Linked DNA regions of Mus musculus: regions 2 and 3 are each linked to region 1. A link is a contact called in public promoter capture Hi-C data. All regions are on one chromosome and are shown on one strand. The core of a region is the stretch at or near the end of the contact, and the rest is flanking DNA. Distances in the headings are between cores, read along the strand shown.

Region 1 (4,576 bases), core at 779-3,278:
TCACTGTCGTGGCAGCCAGTGGCTGCCGGTCAACCTGGTGCCAGAGTGAGGAGGAGGCATCAAACTGAGCACCGTTGTCTCCTCATGGATACTTATGGACACAATCAAGAAATAGTTGTCACTGCCACTGTAGTGCTGGACATTGTTTGTTATAGCTGTGTGGACTTTACCTACCCTAACTAACGGAGGAGCTTGGGGTTCATCTTTCTTTTTTTTTTTTTAAAGATTTGTTTATTTATTATATGTTAAGTACACCATAGCTGTCTTCAGACACTCCAGAAGAGGGCATCAGATCTCATTACGGATGGTTGTGAGCCACCATGTGGTTGCTGGGATTTGAACTCAGGACCTTTGGAAGAGCAGTCGGGTGCTCTTACCTGCTGAGCTATCTCACCAGCCCCCGGGTTTCATCTTTCTAATCTAGGGTGCTACATTTTATCACACTTACAAATATCCACAGACAATGTACTATATGGTTTGGGGGGTTTCTTTCTTTCTTTCCTTGTGTGTGTGTGTGTGTGTGTGTGTAGGGCAGAAGTCAACTTTGAGGGGCTGGTGAGATGGCTCAGTGGGTAAGAGCACCCGACTGCTCTTCCGAAGGTCCGGAGTTCAAATCCCAGCAACCACATGGTGGCTCACAACCATCCGTAATGAGATCTGACTCCCTCTTCTGGAGTGTCTGAAGACAGCTACAGTGTACTTACATATAATAAATAAATAAATCTTTAAAAAAAAAAAAAAAAAGAAGTCAACTTTGAATGTACTATCCACCTGCTGTTTTGTTATTGTTATTGTTGTTACATTTATTTATATAGGTCTGTCTGTCTGTCTGTCTGTGAGTGCCAGTTACATAGCACACATGTGGAGGTCAGAGAACCATCTTTGAAAATGGGTTTTTGACTTCCAATCTGTGGGTTCTAAGGACTGAACATAGGTCGGCAAGCTTGACAGCAAGCCCCATATTTATCTGCTGAGCCATCTCGATGGCTGTCGTTTGTTCTTTGAGACAGGGTTCCAAACTGGGACCCAGGACTCATCAATTAGGCTAAGCTGGTTTAGCCAGCGAGACCCTGAGATCAGCATCTCTCTGTCTTCCCAGTGCTATGATTATAAATGTATACTACCACACTCAACTTTTTATGTGGGTGCCAGGGACTGAACTCAGAACCTCATGCAGGAATGCCAAACACTTCACCAGCTGAACACCTAATCGGCACCAATTTTGATTTAAAAAAAAAAAAGCATCACTAAACAATAAAAGACAGTAAATCATTTTGTTGTTGTTGTTGTTATTTTTGGTTTTTGAGACAGGGCTTCTCTGAGTAGTCTTGACTGTCCTGGAGCTCTCTCTGCAGACCAGGCTGGCCCCGAACTCAGAGATCTGCCTGCCTCTGCCTCCCAAGTGATGGGATTAAAGGCGTGTACCACCACAGCCTGGCAGTAAGTGGATTTTTCAAAAAGCCCTTTTAACTTGTTTGTTGGCTGTGCTGAGTGAGTGTCACCGCATTGTGGCCTCCCGATGGCTGCCGGCCTGTGGTGAATGCCTTAGACAAAAGTTATTTTTCTCTGCCCTGACTTGTTTGATGAGCATTTAAAGCTGGGCCAACTTTCTGGGGTCACAAGCAGTGCTTGGGTGGATGTCCTTGGACATATCTTCAGGGGCACATGTGTGTGAACTCCCTAGGCTGTATTCCCAGAACTGGGACTCCCTGGTGGGACAGCGTTTGTCAGCTCTGCCAATGACCTAATTCTCCAAGATGACTGTGTCGACAATATTTTTCACATTTCCCACCCCCTTCCTCCTCTTCCCATCCACTGCCCCCGCGCGCATGGAATACGGCCCCACAGTTTTCTTCTAAAGTCATTCCTGGGATCTCAAGCCCCCCCCCCCCAAAAAAAACCCTCTTCCAGCTCTTTAAGGAAAAAAAAAAAAGAAAAATCCAACAACTGGTCTGGCAAGGGCCTGAGTCAGAAGGCAGCGGGGTAGGGGGCAGGGTGAAGCTGAGGAAGTTGAGAACCAGGTCAGGGCGTCCTTAATCAGTTTTACTGAGTCAGACCATGACGCCTGACAGAATGCATCCACAGGTGCTGCCAAAGCTGACCCTCCTCCACCTAGGAGAGTCCTTGGATAACACCCCCAAATGACTTCAAAATAAAGGTCAGGGAGACAGCTAATGCCTCAGTTGGCATAGCAGCGGCCCCAGGGACCCGCACCCAGCCCAAAGGAGGCTGGGAGCAGCTAAGACACATTTCTCACCACATACTGGCAGCAGCGAGTTAGGAAATTGCCTACATTTCAAATGGATCAATCAAGAATTTGATTTCATCAACAATCCTGTCTTGGTCTTCAGTCTCCCCCAGTCTCAACAATTCAAATCTCTTATAACCTGTTTTTAATGAGTCAAGATTAGAATGTCAACTTTTTTTTTTCTGCTTCTATTCTGTAAATCATTAAAAGAAACAATTTGCCGTTCGAAGAAATGAAAAATGTGGCATCAATACTTCTTTTCCTTTTAGAGTTGGCTCAGGGTGGTAATGCTTGCTAATCCACAGCTGAGGATGGGAAGTTTATATTCATATTAAAATCACCCAACTCAGTAATTCATCCTTTCAATCATGAAGGAGCTCTGGGGGTTTGAATGGGAATGGCCCCCACAGAATCCTAGGATTGGATGCTTGATCCCCAGTTAGTGGAACTGTTTGGGAAGGATTAGGGGGTGAGGCCTTGTAGGATGAGGTATGTCACTGGAGGTGTGGGCTTTGGGCCCTCTCCCTCCCTCCCTGCCCCCGCCTGCTGCTTATGGATAAGGACATAAAACTCCCCGATACTCCTCCAACATCATGCCTGTCTACTTCCCACCCTGATGATCATGGACTAACCCTCTAAAACTGTTAGCAGGCCTCCAGTTAAATGCTTTCCTTTGGGGGCTGGAGAGATGGCTCAGTGGTTAAGAGCACTGACTGCTCTTCCAGAGGTTCTGAGTTCAATTCCCAGCAACCATGTGGTAGCTCACAACCATCTGTAAAGGGATCTGATGCCCTCTTCTGGTGTGTTTGAAGACAGCTGCAGTGTTCTCATATAAATAAAAATTTTAAAAAATGCCTTCCTTTTGTAAGTTGCCTTAGTCATGGTGTCTCTTCACTGTCATAGAACAGTGACTAAAACAGGATCCAACAATTCTATTACCGCTCCCCAAAACTCTCAGAATAGCAACACTGGCTATGTGTTTAGAGTTTTGCTTTAAGAGATTTTCATTTTCTCTTTTCTCTTCTTTTTTTTTTTTTTTTTTTTTTGGCAGTTCTGCAACTTTATTTGACATGAGCAGGTTAGTTCTCATCCACATTGACCGTCTGTAGATTTTTGAATGTGGTAACAGGCACGTAAGTTACCAGCGTGTAGAGCTTGTTTGGGGAATCCTCATCCTCATTACGTTTTCTGGACAAGCGTACTCGGATGGGATATGGAACGTTCCTTATTCCCTTGGCCCAGACGGCTTTATTGAGCCTGGTGTCAATGAGCACATCTGGTGTCCCCATTTCCTTCATGGCAAACTTCCGAATTTCTTTGAGTGCCCAAGGAGCACTCTTCTTGAAGCCCACTCCATGGATACGCTTGTGAATGTTGATGGTGTATTCTTGGGTCACCACCTCGTTGATGGCAGAACGGCCCTTCTTCTTCTCGCCACCCTTCTTTGCGGGAGCCATCGAGCCTGCCCGCGCCGGGCGCGGATGGCGCCGGATTTCGGAGCCGCGACCCCGCAGCCATACTCACTCTCTTTTCTCTTCTTTTTAAAAAGAATTATTTATGTATGTGAGTACACTGTAGCTGTCTCAGACACACCAGAAGAGGGCATCGGATCCCACCACAGATGGTTGTGAGCTACCATGTGGTTGCTGGGATTTGAACTCAGGACCTCTGGAAGAGCAGCCGGTGCTCTTAACCACTGAACCATCTCTCCAGCCCTGGTTTTCAAACTTCCTCCTTTGTTTCTTCTCTTCCACGGCTGCTGTTCTTTTGCTGGCCCTGTCCACTTCTCTGTATTTAGAACTTTTGTCTATAGTTAAATTTAATGGGCACAAGCATCTATTGATATTGTGTATCACACACAGCGGAGAAAGGAAGACAGCCCACCCTTGGTGGGTCCCACCAGTAGGGCTTATAACTCGGCTCAAAGCCCCAAATGTCAGCGAAGTTTTCAGGGTTTGAGCCTAGATCCTGCAATGAGGCTTGCCACTATCCCCAGTACAGTAGTTAAAGAGACATGTGTGCAAGAGTAAAAAGCAGAGGAACTGAATATAGCCACATCAAGGAAATGAATGAAGAAACATGAGGTCCAGTGACAATTCCCCATCAAATCCATCTCTGGGTTCTGACAGGCAGCTTAGAGCTATGAATAACTGAGTAGTTCTTGTCAAGGTAGCCTTACCCATCTTGTCTCAGCTTCAGTCTTTCTGCAGTGTAGTCTGACAAGCGGCCAAAACTGTGTCACATCTCCCTCTGGGAGACACGTTCTTCCTCTGGCTGGCATCAGGCTTCGGCCTTCCTCTTCTTCAAGCAGGACACTGTTGTAGGTTG
Region 2 (4,576 bases), core at 1,109-3,608, 230 kb before region 1:
AGTACAATATGCTGTTGTTGCTGGACCTTGAGGAGGCCAAACGTTCAAGGTCAGCCAGTGCTACAAAGCACAAAAAGGACACAAGCAATCCCTCCCTCTCCTGCAGTCCCCCCTCCAACTCAGCCCTCCTCCCTCCTCCTGGCTCAGGGCCTGAACAACCCTCTCCTGTACCTCAGAGTGTCAGCAACAACAAGAAAGTTCTGGAAAGGTCCAGAGAATAGGCACAGGGAAAAACAGAAAAATAAAATATCTTCCAGGCTTAGAAAACAATGGACAGGATTCAATTTTGGCTTTTGGAGAGTGAGGCAGGAGGATAATTTCACCTGGGAAGATACTGGGTGGGATGGGAACTCAATGGCTGTCCACATTCCACAAACAACTGCATGTTGCAAATAAGCAAAGGAGTCCGATGGCAATGTTAACATTTACTGGGCTGAGGAAATGGCTCAGCGGACTAGGCATGTGCTGCGATAGACTGACCTTTAAATTCAGTCCCAGGGGCTGGGCGGTGGTGGCTCACCCCTTTAATCCCAGGACTTGAGAGGCAGAGGCAGGTGGATTTCTAAGTTTGAGGCCAGCCTGATCTACAAAGTGAGTTCCAGGACAGCCAGGGCTACACAGAGAAACCCTGTCTTAAAAAAAAAAAAAAAAAAAACCAAAGGAAAAAAAATTTAAAAAATTAAGTCCCAGGGAACTATGTAAAGAGGCAGGAGAGAACCACTTCCTTAATTATTGTTTTTACATTAGGATAGCACCCCCTCACCCCAAAATTAAGAAAAAATTGGAGATACAGTCCAGGGGCTAGAGAGATGGCTCAGAGGTTAAGAGCACTGACTGCTCTTCCAGAGGTCCTGAGTTCAATTCCCAGCAACCACATGGTGGCTCCCAACCATCTGTAATGGGATCTGATGCCCTCTTCTGGTGTGTCTGAAAACAGCTACAGTGTACCCATATATATGAAATAAGTACATAAATTTTTTTAAAAAAGATAAGAATGATTCAATGGGGCTAGAGCTAGTTCAGTGGATAAGAGCCCTTGTTGCTCTTGCAAATGACCCAGGTTCAGTTTCCACCACTCACAAAGCATCTCACAACTATCTGTAATGAATTCCAGAAGATCCAAGGTTCCCTTCTAGCATAAACAATGATGCTCACATGTAGTGCACATCCAGGCAAAACACCCATACACATTAAACACAAAACACAGCACTTGATAAAAATCAGAAAGGATAATTCTAGTCAACCCTTCCAATAGAGTTAGCACCACTGCCAGCTCAGCAGCACACACCACAACCTCGAGGTGCTCCTCCCCCACCGAGCTCAAGTTCCAGCCACCAAAATGGACCCTTTAAAACTCAATTTTTCTCAGTGGTCAATCAATATCATTTGTTCCTCTTCTTTGTCTCAATCATGTAGCCATGACTGACCTGAATACTCTATATGAAGACTACAAAGAAGAACTGGCATCTACAAAACACTTAAAGCTTCGAGGGGGTCATCAGGGAAATAGCTCACTTCATCAAGGATTTGCTGACTAAGCTGTTCCCAGAGCCTATGTAAAACAGAGCCTGGGAGTGATGTCACACACTGCAACCACAGCACAGGGGACGCAGAGATCTGCTTGAACTAGCTAGCCAGACAGCCTAGCACAACAGTAAAGACTTTTAAAAAAAGAGAAAGCATCTCTATTAAAAAAAAAAGATTTATTTATTATTGTACATAAGTACACTGTAGCTGACTTCAGATGCACAGAAGAGGGGATCAGATCCCATTACAGGTGGTTGTGAGCCACCATGTGGTTGCTGGGATTTGAACTCAGGACCTTAGGAAGAGCAGTCAGTGCTCTTACCTGCTAAGCCATCTCGCCAGCCCAAGCATCTCTATTTTAAGACCGACTTTTATTTTATGTGCATGGTGTTTTGCCCGCATGTATATTTGTGCAACGCATGTGTGGTTGTTGCCCATGAAAGCAAGAAGTGATCACTGGGACCTTTAGAACTGGAGTCACAGAGAGTTCTAAAGCATTTCCAGCAACCATGTGAGTGACTGGAACCAAGCCTGTATCTCTCTGCAAAAGCAAGTGCTCTTAACTGCAGAGCCATCTCTCCAGCAGCCACTTTTAATAAAAGTGAAAGATGCCCATGGTTGTCCTCTGGTTCCTACTACATGTGCATTCATTTATAGACATATCACACACAGAAGTATACCCACATATACATGTACACCACACAAGAAAAATTACTCTAAGTTGGCAAAAGTCTCTTAAGAAGGAACCAAAGAGACAGGCAAGACAGCTCGGCAGAAAAGACGCCCGCCATACATGGAAGCCTGCCAAACCGGAGTCCAACCCCTGTGAATCATGTAAAAGCTGAAGGGGAAGACGACCTAAGCCCTGCATGGAATCATGCCCCTTACCGGAAGCTTAAGAACATACTATTTCTGCAGAGGACTGGAGCTTGATTTCCAGCCTAGCCAGTTCCAAGGGCTGCAATGCCTCTGGCCTCGGCAGACACCTGTGCTCATACACACTCACTCATACAGAGATGTGTGTTGAAAAGATTTTCTAAAAACAGATCTACTATGCTACAGGCATGGCAAAGGACATAGAGGTTAAAATGAGATTCAAAAACTCAATCTTAACCAGCGTTGTACACTTAGAAGACTGAGGCAAGGGGATTAATTTAAGCTTGAAACTGAGCCAGAGCTCAGTTTCAAAAAAGATTTGATTTGACAACCTATGGTACTGCCTTGGTTAGTTTAGGAATCTCTGTGTAGACCAGGATGGTCTGCATCTAATAGAGATCACCATTCAGCTGACTGCCACCTGAGTGCTGGGATTAGAGGGTTGCTCCACCACACCCAGCAAAAGAGGTTCCCCTGCAAGCCCTTCAGACACATCACACACCTGAATCCAGCTCTGTAAAAACTGACATAGATGCTCCCCAAGTTCGGTGTAAGCTTAGACTACAAAGAATGAGCCATGAACGAGCAGAAAAGGACATATCACCCTTAATCTACCAGATGGTTAATTGTCAGCCTCTGTCCTATAATCAACGTCCCTTCTAACCACACACATAAAACCTAAGCCACAAGGCTGACACGACTCATCCTCTGCCCTGAGGATGGGGACACAAGATAGAACAGAAATGGCTGAAGTAAGTTCTACACTGAACGCAGGTTTGCTGAGCCCTCTTCCTGCACGCAGTTCAGCAGTGAAACCAGCTCTGTACTTCCCAAAGAAGGAAAGGAAAGCAACAGCAGCCCTAAGCCCCCACAAGTGTGCTTAACTTCCAGAGCTCAGGCTCTGTAGTGAACAGAGACAGCACTGAGCAGCGACACTTCCCACGACCCACACTGACTCCTACAACAGTGGGGTAAAACCTACCTAACAGAAAAATGCATTTGGACTTCAGACTGGCATTGTGAGAGCTATTGTTAAGTTCCCAAATATTCGATAAAGAACTTTCAGGAAGGTGTTCTGACCCATACCTGTGACCCCAGCACGTGGGAGGTACAGGACTATATATATGACAAAACTCTAACTTAAAAATCTAAACAAACCATTAGGGTTACAACCTCAGTGGACGTGTAGAACAAGACCTGTCGAGCTGATGCAAAACTGACAACAGACTCAAGCTTCGGGCTTACCATGAGGACACAGAATGTCTTCATTAAAATTTAATTCCTCCTCCTCTTCTTTCTTTTCTTCCTTTGATTCATCTAATCAAAAGGAACAGAGAGTTACTGGTCTGGCTGGTGTGGTTCACAGGTCAAAGCAGCTTAAAGGAAACTTGAGATCACTCTAAAATCAGACCCCACGGCGGCGGCCTGCACAGCTGTGCGGGGAAGGGAGGGCTGCTTTTCCTTCCCTTAGAAGGGAAAACCTCAATCAATGACAGCTAATGATTTTGAAGAGTTATGAAAGAAGCCTGCTGTGATCCCAACACTGGGGACAATGAACAAAGAAAGATCAGAACTTTAGGGGGAGGAACTGTCCTGTGACTTTACTGAAAAAAGAAAAGAGTTGAGGCCAACCTGGTCTACAATGAGTTCCAAGACACCCGGGGCTACACACAGAAACCCTGAATGTCAATAGAGAAGAGGAGAGGGAGAGGGAGAGGGAGAGGGAGAGGGAGAGGGAGAGGGAGAGGAGAGAAGAGAAGAGTGGTGACATGCCCCTTTAATACCAGCACTCAGTAAGCAGAGGCAGTTGGATCTCACCCAGGAGTTCAAGGCCAGCTTGATCTATAAAGCAGAGTTCTAGGACAACCAGGGCACAGAGAAACCTCGTCTCAAAATGAATGAATGAATAAATAAAATTATAATAAGCCAATAAAATTTGCTTTTTCTAAATGTGAATATTTATTTACACATCCCACGAGCTCTAAGAAGTATCACGTGTGTGTCATTTGTCATTTGTCTCACCACCCTCTCTGAACAGAAACCTTACATGAGACACACGTTGATGTTTAAGAAGTCTCATTACAGTCAATACCTGCTTGTCTTTGCTTGTCTGCACTGTCACTATATGTAATTCTAGACCCTGGAAATGAATCAAAGGAAGAACTCTTTAACA
Region 3 (4,576 bases), core at 1,348-3,847, 130 kb before region 1:
AGTCTTATGTGCTTGAGCGTGTCTCCCCATCTGCCATTTTTTAGGCAGTAGTGGCTGCTGGTTAGGACAAACAGACTTTGGAGTCCATCAGATCTAGGTTCACGTTAGTCCCCCGCATGTTGACTGTGTGCCCCTGGGTAAGTCACCTATCCCTTGGAGAGTTTGTTTCTATCAGTTAAAGGGATGGCTTGGGGCTGGAGAGCTGGCTCAGAGGTTAAGAGCACTGACTACTATTCTAGAGGCTTTCAGTTCAATTCTCAGCAACCATATAGAGGCTCACAACCATCTCTAATGGGATCCAATGCCCACTTCTGGTACATCTGATAGCTGCAGTATATATATAAAATCCTTAAAAAAAAGTCTTTAAAGGGATGGCTTGGCTCTTAGGGAGTGACCACAACAATGTGAGAACAAAAGTCACCTAACTGAGCGAGCAGTTACGGCCTATAGCAGTGGTTACTGACCAACCACTTTGCACACACCATGGCACTGGAGCGGATGCAGCCAGGCCAGCCAGCCACACACCCACCTGGCAGGACAAGCCAACATAGCCTGGGGGGCAGCGACACTCTTCCACCTCGAGGGCTCGGGGTCCACTGGAGGGCCCTGGCTGGGCCACTTCTAGGCTCACGGCACTGATACTGGCTGCCCGTGGCACAGAGGAGAATGTGGCCCGCACCAGAAGTTCATCCAGATCTGCCAGGGCCATGAGCAAATGCTCTCGGGTCGCAGGCTGTCCATCTGGCCGCCGCCAGAACTCCTGTGTAGGGGGACAGCAAGTGTCAGTGGAAGCTCTGGGCCACATCTCCTGAACTTGTAGACCTGTGTGCCTGGGGAGTCAAAGGCAAGTGCTACCCACCTCTCGGAAGATGATCTCATAGCTCCTCCTCTCTGGGCCCTGTAGTGCTGGCTGGGAAGCCACCAACATGATGTTATTGCCCTGCAGAGACACCAGCAAGGTTAGGAAGGGTACTTAGGGCAGGGGTACCCACCAACCCCAGGCTCTCCCAACCACTTGGACTCTCGTCCGTCCACACCCCCAAGCTCATGCGTCTGCCCACTGTGCCCATGGACAGCAGCCAGGCTAAGAACTTGGGAGTAGCCAGCCATGCAGTGGCAAGGAGACCACATTGGCTAGCTGGGTATTGGGACCGTGGCTTCCACTTACTCTTCTGCCTGACCACGGTGGATTCTAATGAGCTCACCGTAATCTGGATATCAGGGTCCAAGAGTGGGCTGCCCTGTGGCCCGGCTGTGTAGGAGAGGGTGTACCGCAGCTTCCCGCCATAGGCTGCCACCTGTGGAGGGACAAGATCTCACAGGTAAGGGGCAGAGCCTCTTGCTCCTGTGTGTCACACCCTAACCTCAGAAGGCCAGAGCTCGCACCACAGAGAGGCTGAAAGGCCCTCTCAGTTCCTCTCCAGCCTTCCTCATGAGAGGACATCTTTCCCTCCCGTTCTCCATTGCCTGACAGTCAGTCAGCAAACTCTGAGTCCCTTTTTATGTGTAGGCATTTCCCATAAAATGACAAGAGTAATAGCAGTGAGACGCTGCCAAGATCAGAAATTTTAGCTCAGGGCTTGGGGTCTGCATGGGTTCGGAGGCCTCGTCTCCTAGGTTTCTGGCTTTGGATCTGTCTAGAATTTACTTCCTTCTTTCTGTGAACTACATCCTTGTTCTCTCTCTCTCTCTCTTTCTCTTAAATTATTTACTTTATTTTAGGTGTGTATGTGTAGTACAATAATCCATGAGTGTATGGAAGCCTGTGGAGGTCAAAAGAAGCCTTAGATCCCTGGCACTGGAGTTACAGGGGGTTGAGTTGCCATGTGGTTGCTGGGAATTGAACCTGGGTCCTCTGAAAGAGCAGTCAATGCTCTTAACCTCTGAGCCACCTCTCCAGTCCCCTCCTTGTTCTCTTTATATAACAACCTTCTGGTACGCACGGGTCCCTCCCATCTGCTGTGGAGAGCAAGCCAGCCAAGCCTGCCCAATTAACACGGTTCTAGATCAGGAAGGGAGATGGGTGGGGTCCGTCCCAGTGTGACCAGACGCAAGGTGGCCATGTATTCCTCTTCCCAGCTGGGGAAAGGACAGTGCACCTGGCACACCTCTTTCATTCGGGACAGGGAAACTCCTATCTCCCATGGGACCAGAAGCAACACAATGAGAAAAAACCCCCTATGAGTGTCTGTATCCAGCTGTCATCCTTGGACCCTGTGGTTTCATGAGCCATTCTATTGTTTGATTGTTATTGTTTATTTGTTTGTTCTTTATTGTGGACAAACCACCTGGACTTGTGTCTCTGTAGGCATGGTTAGAAGGTTTAGTTTTGTAAAGGGCTCATTCACCCTGGCAGCTGAGGTCCCAGCTCTGACCCCTGGACTTTCTTCCCTCTCCTTCATCACCAGGGCAGACAGCTGGCTGAAAACTACCCAGCACAGAGTGTCTGTCTGGTTCAAGTGCGTTCATTCAGTGGGTGAATATTGATCAAACACCAGTTGGCTACACGCCAGGCCCTGGGTGACATAGGCCCCAGGGCTATTCTCTTAACAACCCAGGGTGTGGTAAGAAACTTATTAGAACAACCAGATTACAACGGAAACAACTGGATTCCTGTTTGTTTTGGATGCCAGTGAGTTCACAGTGTCATCTGGGAGCAGCTTTCTAGGAAGTGGAAGGCGTGTGCCACACAAGGATGTTAGTCAAGGTCTAGAGATGCCAGCTCTGCTGTCTGGACAACTGTGGACACGCTTACTTTGAGCCCTACTTCCCTCACCTGCAGATAGGAGAAAAAATACTTTAAAGGGCACCTCGAGGATTACATAGCTCAGGCCACATACAGGGACACACTCATCTTAGTGCAGAGAACACACTTGAAGGCCAATGGCTCTCCCCTTCTTATGGTACCCACCCAGATTCTGGTAGACTCTTACCTCACTTCCTCTGGACCTGCTTGGCCTAGACTGGCTGCTGATTGCAGTCTTACACGTGTTAATCAAATCCTGCCTCCCTCCTCCAACTGCTGGCGACCAGACCTGGGCCTTAAGCATTCTACCACTTACCACTAAGTCAATGCCCTGATCCCAAGGTATACACAATATGAAGAGGCTCTCTCTGTCACATGGGGACAAGGAGGCAAGGTAGGAGCCATATCAACTTGAATGTTAATGTCAGGGTAACAGTAACAACACCCAGGATGGTGGCGGTGGCTCTGTTGGTAAAGTGTTTATGTGCAAGTGTGGGGACCTGGGTTTGCTTCTCAGAGAACTGCCCCCCCCAAAAAGTCCTGGGCATTCTAATACTGGTGAGACAAAAAGAGTGACCCCAGGGACACCGTGAGTGGCCAGCCTACTCCGGTAAGCTCCAGTCCAGTGAGAGACTGTGTCTCAAAAAAACAAAGAATAACAGCGGGAGTTGTCCTCCAGCTTCCAGAGGCTCATGTGCATATGCAAGTGTACACACACACACACACACACACACACACACACACACACACACACACACGAGAGAAAGACAGCGACATTCAGAGTGCAGGACTGGTAAAAACAGTGAAGAGTTCTGGAAGGCCAGCCCAGTAATTGCCTCTGTACTGATAATACAGCACCCAGCAAGTGCCTAATAAATGCACCCCCTGACACCCCCCCCACACACACACACATGGCCCTTCCACTTCCAGGTTACCTTGTTCCCTAGGAAGGCTCGGGGCAGCTGCCAGTAATAGAGGCTTCCAGGCAGCAGAGAGAAGCCCTCGTAGGAAAGTGAGAACTAGATCAGAAGAATAGAAGGGAAGAATGGGGTACAGGCGCCCCAGCAGGGACCCAGAACCCACCCAACCCCACAGCACACGCCCACCATGCTCTCTGGGTGACCTGCTTCCTGCTATGGGCCCAGGTCCTCTAGATGTTCTTTCTAAGCATGGTCTTGTTTTGCCTTGAATACGGTGTGTCCTTCCGGAGGACCCCAGGATCAGTGGGGCACATGGTAAACACCTAAAACTCCAGTGGCTCTTCTTATGTATGTATGTATGTATGTATGTATGTATGTATGTATGTATGTATTTACATATATGTAAAAATGTAGCTGGAGCTGAATGTGAAGGTGCACACCTTTAAATCCCAGCATTTGGGAGGCAATATGCAGGTGGGTCTCTGTGAGTTTGAGGCCAGCCTGGTCTATCCTGGTAAGTTCCAGGACAGCCTTGGCTACATAATAAGATCCTATCTTGAAAGAAAGAAAGAAAGAAAGAAAGAAAGAAAGAAAGAAAGAAAGAAAGAAAGAAAGAAAGAAAGAAAGAAAGAAAGAAAGAAAGAAGGAAAGAAAAAAGTAGCCAGAAAACACAACAATGTAGCCACAGGATTGTGGATGTAACTCATAGCTTTTACTCAACTTGCATGAAGCCCTGGCTTCCATCCAAAAGATGGGATAGAGGGCATAGTAGCACACATTTATTATCCCATGACTTTGGAGATAAGGCAGGTTGATCAGGAGTTCAAGGTCACCCTTGGCTATAAAGTAGTCAGCCTGGGCTACAGCGAACTGTCTCAAAAAAAAAAAAGTGGTTGGGTATGATAGTGTG

The links. Capture Hi-C pulls out chosen DNA fragments and counts their contacts.
Region 2: a promoter capture Hi-C map of adipose tissue shows a contact between it and region 1. The contact joins two enhancer-like sites. A contact is called at or near these places in 1 of 115 datasets of contacts at active chromatin or transcription factors (pancreatic cancer cells) and 2 of 9 other capture datasets (adipose tissue and pancreatic islet).
Region 3: a promoter capture Hi-C map of adipose tissue shows a contact between it and region 1. The contact joins two enhancer-like sites. A contact is called at or near these places in 2 of 484 Hi-C or Micro-C datasets (embryonic stem cells and ventricular fibroblasts), 1 of 115 datasets of contacts at active chromatin or transcription factors (embryonic stem cells) and 3 of 9 other capture datasets (adipose tissue, liver and pancreatic islet).

The regions. Positions count from the first base shown.
Region 1 is chr4:137,394,428-137,399,003 of GRCm38.p6, reverse strand. It overlaps the pseudogene Rpl31-ps10. Among named protein-coding and RNA genes, the nearest start is that of Gm52681, 9.6 kb to the right of the region's middle. Within about 2 kb of position 2,028, at least 45 of the 459 cell types and tissues checked have an H3K27ac peak or open chromatin away from gene starts, as enhancers often do. A contact at or near this core is called in adipose tissue and pancreatic cancer cells, where this site is marked.
Region 2 is chr4:137,627,318-137,631,893 of GRCm38.p6, reverse strand. Usp48 (ubiquitin specific peptidase 48) reads right to left here. Exons shown (of 27, transcript NM_001355588.1): 15 at 3,649-3,720. Among named protein-coding and RNA genes, the nearest start is that of Usp48, 35 kb to the right of the region's middle. Within about 2 kb of position 2,358, at least 26 of the 459 cell types and tissues checked have an H3K27ac peak or open chromatin away from gene starts, as enhancers often do. A contact at or near this core is called in adipose tissue and pancreatic cancer cells, where this site is marked.
Region 3 is chr4:137,525,527-137,530,102 of GRCm38.p6, reverse strand. It overlaps Hspg2 (perlecan (heparan sulfate proteoglycan 2)), which reads right to left. Exons shown (of 97, transcript NM_008305.3): 34 at 1,206-1,298; 35 at 860-940; 36 at 530-760. Among named protein-coding and RNA genes, the nearest start is that of Mir7018, 10 kb to the left of the region's middle. Within about 2 kb of position 2,597, at least 14 of the 459 cell types and tissues checked have an H3K27ac peak or open chromatin away from gene starts, as enhancers often do. A contact at or near this core is called in adipose tissue, where this site is marked.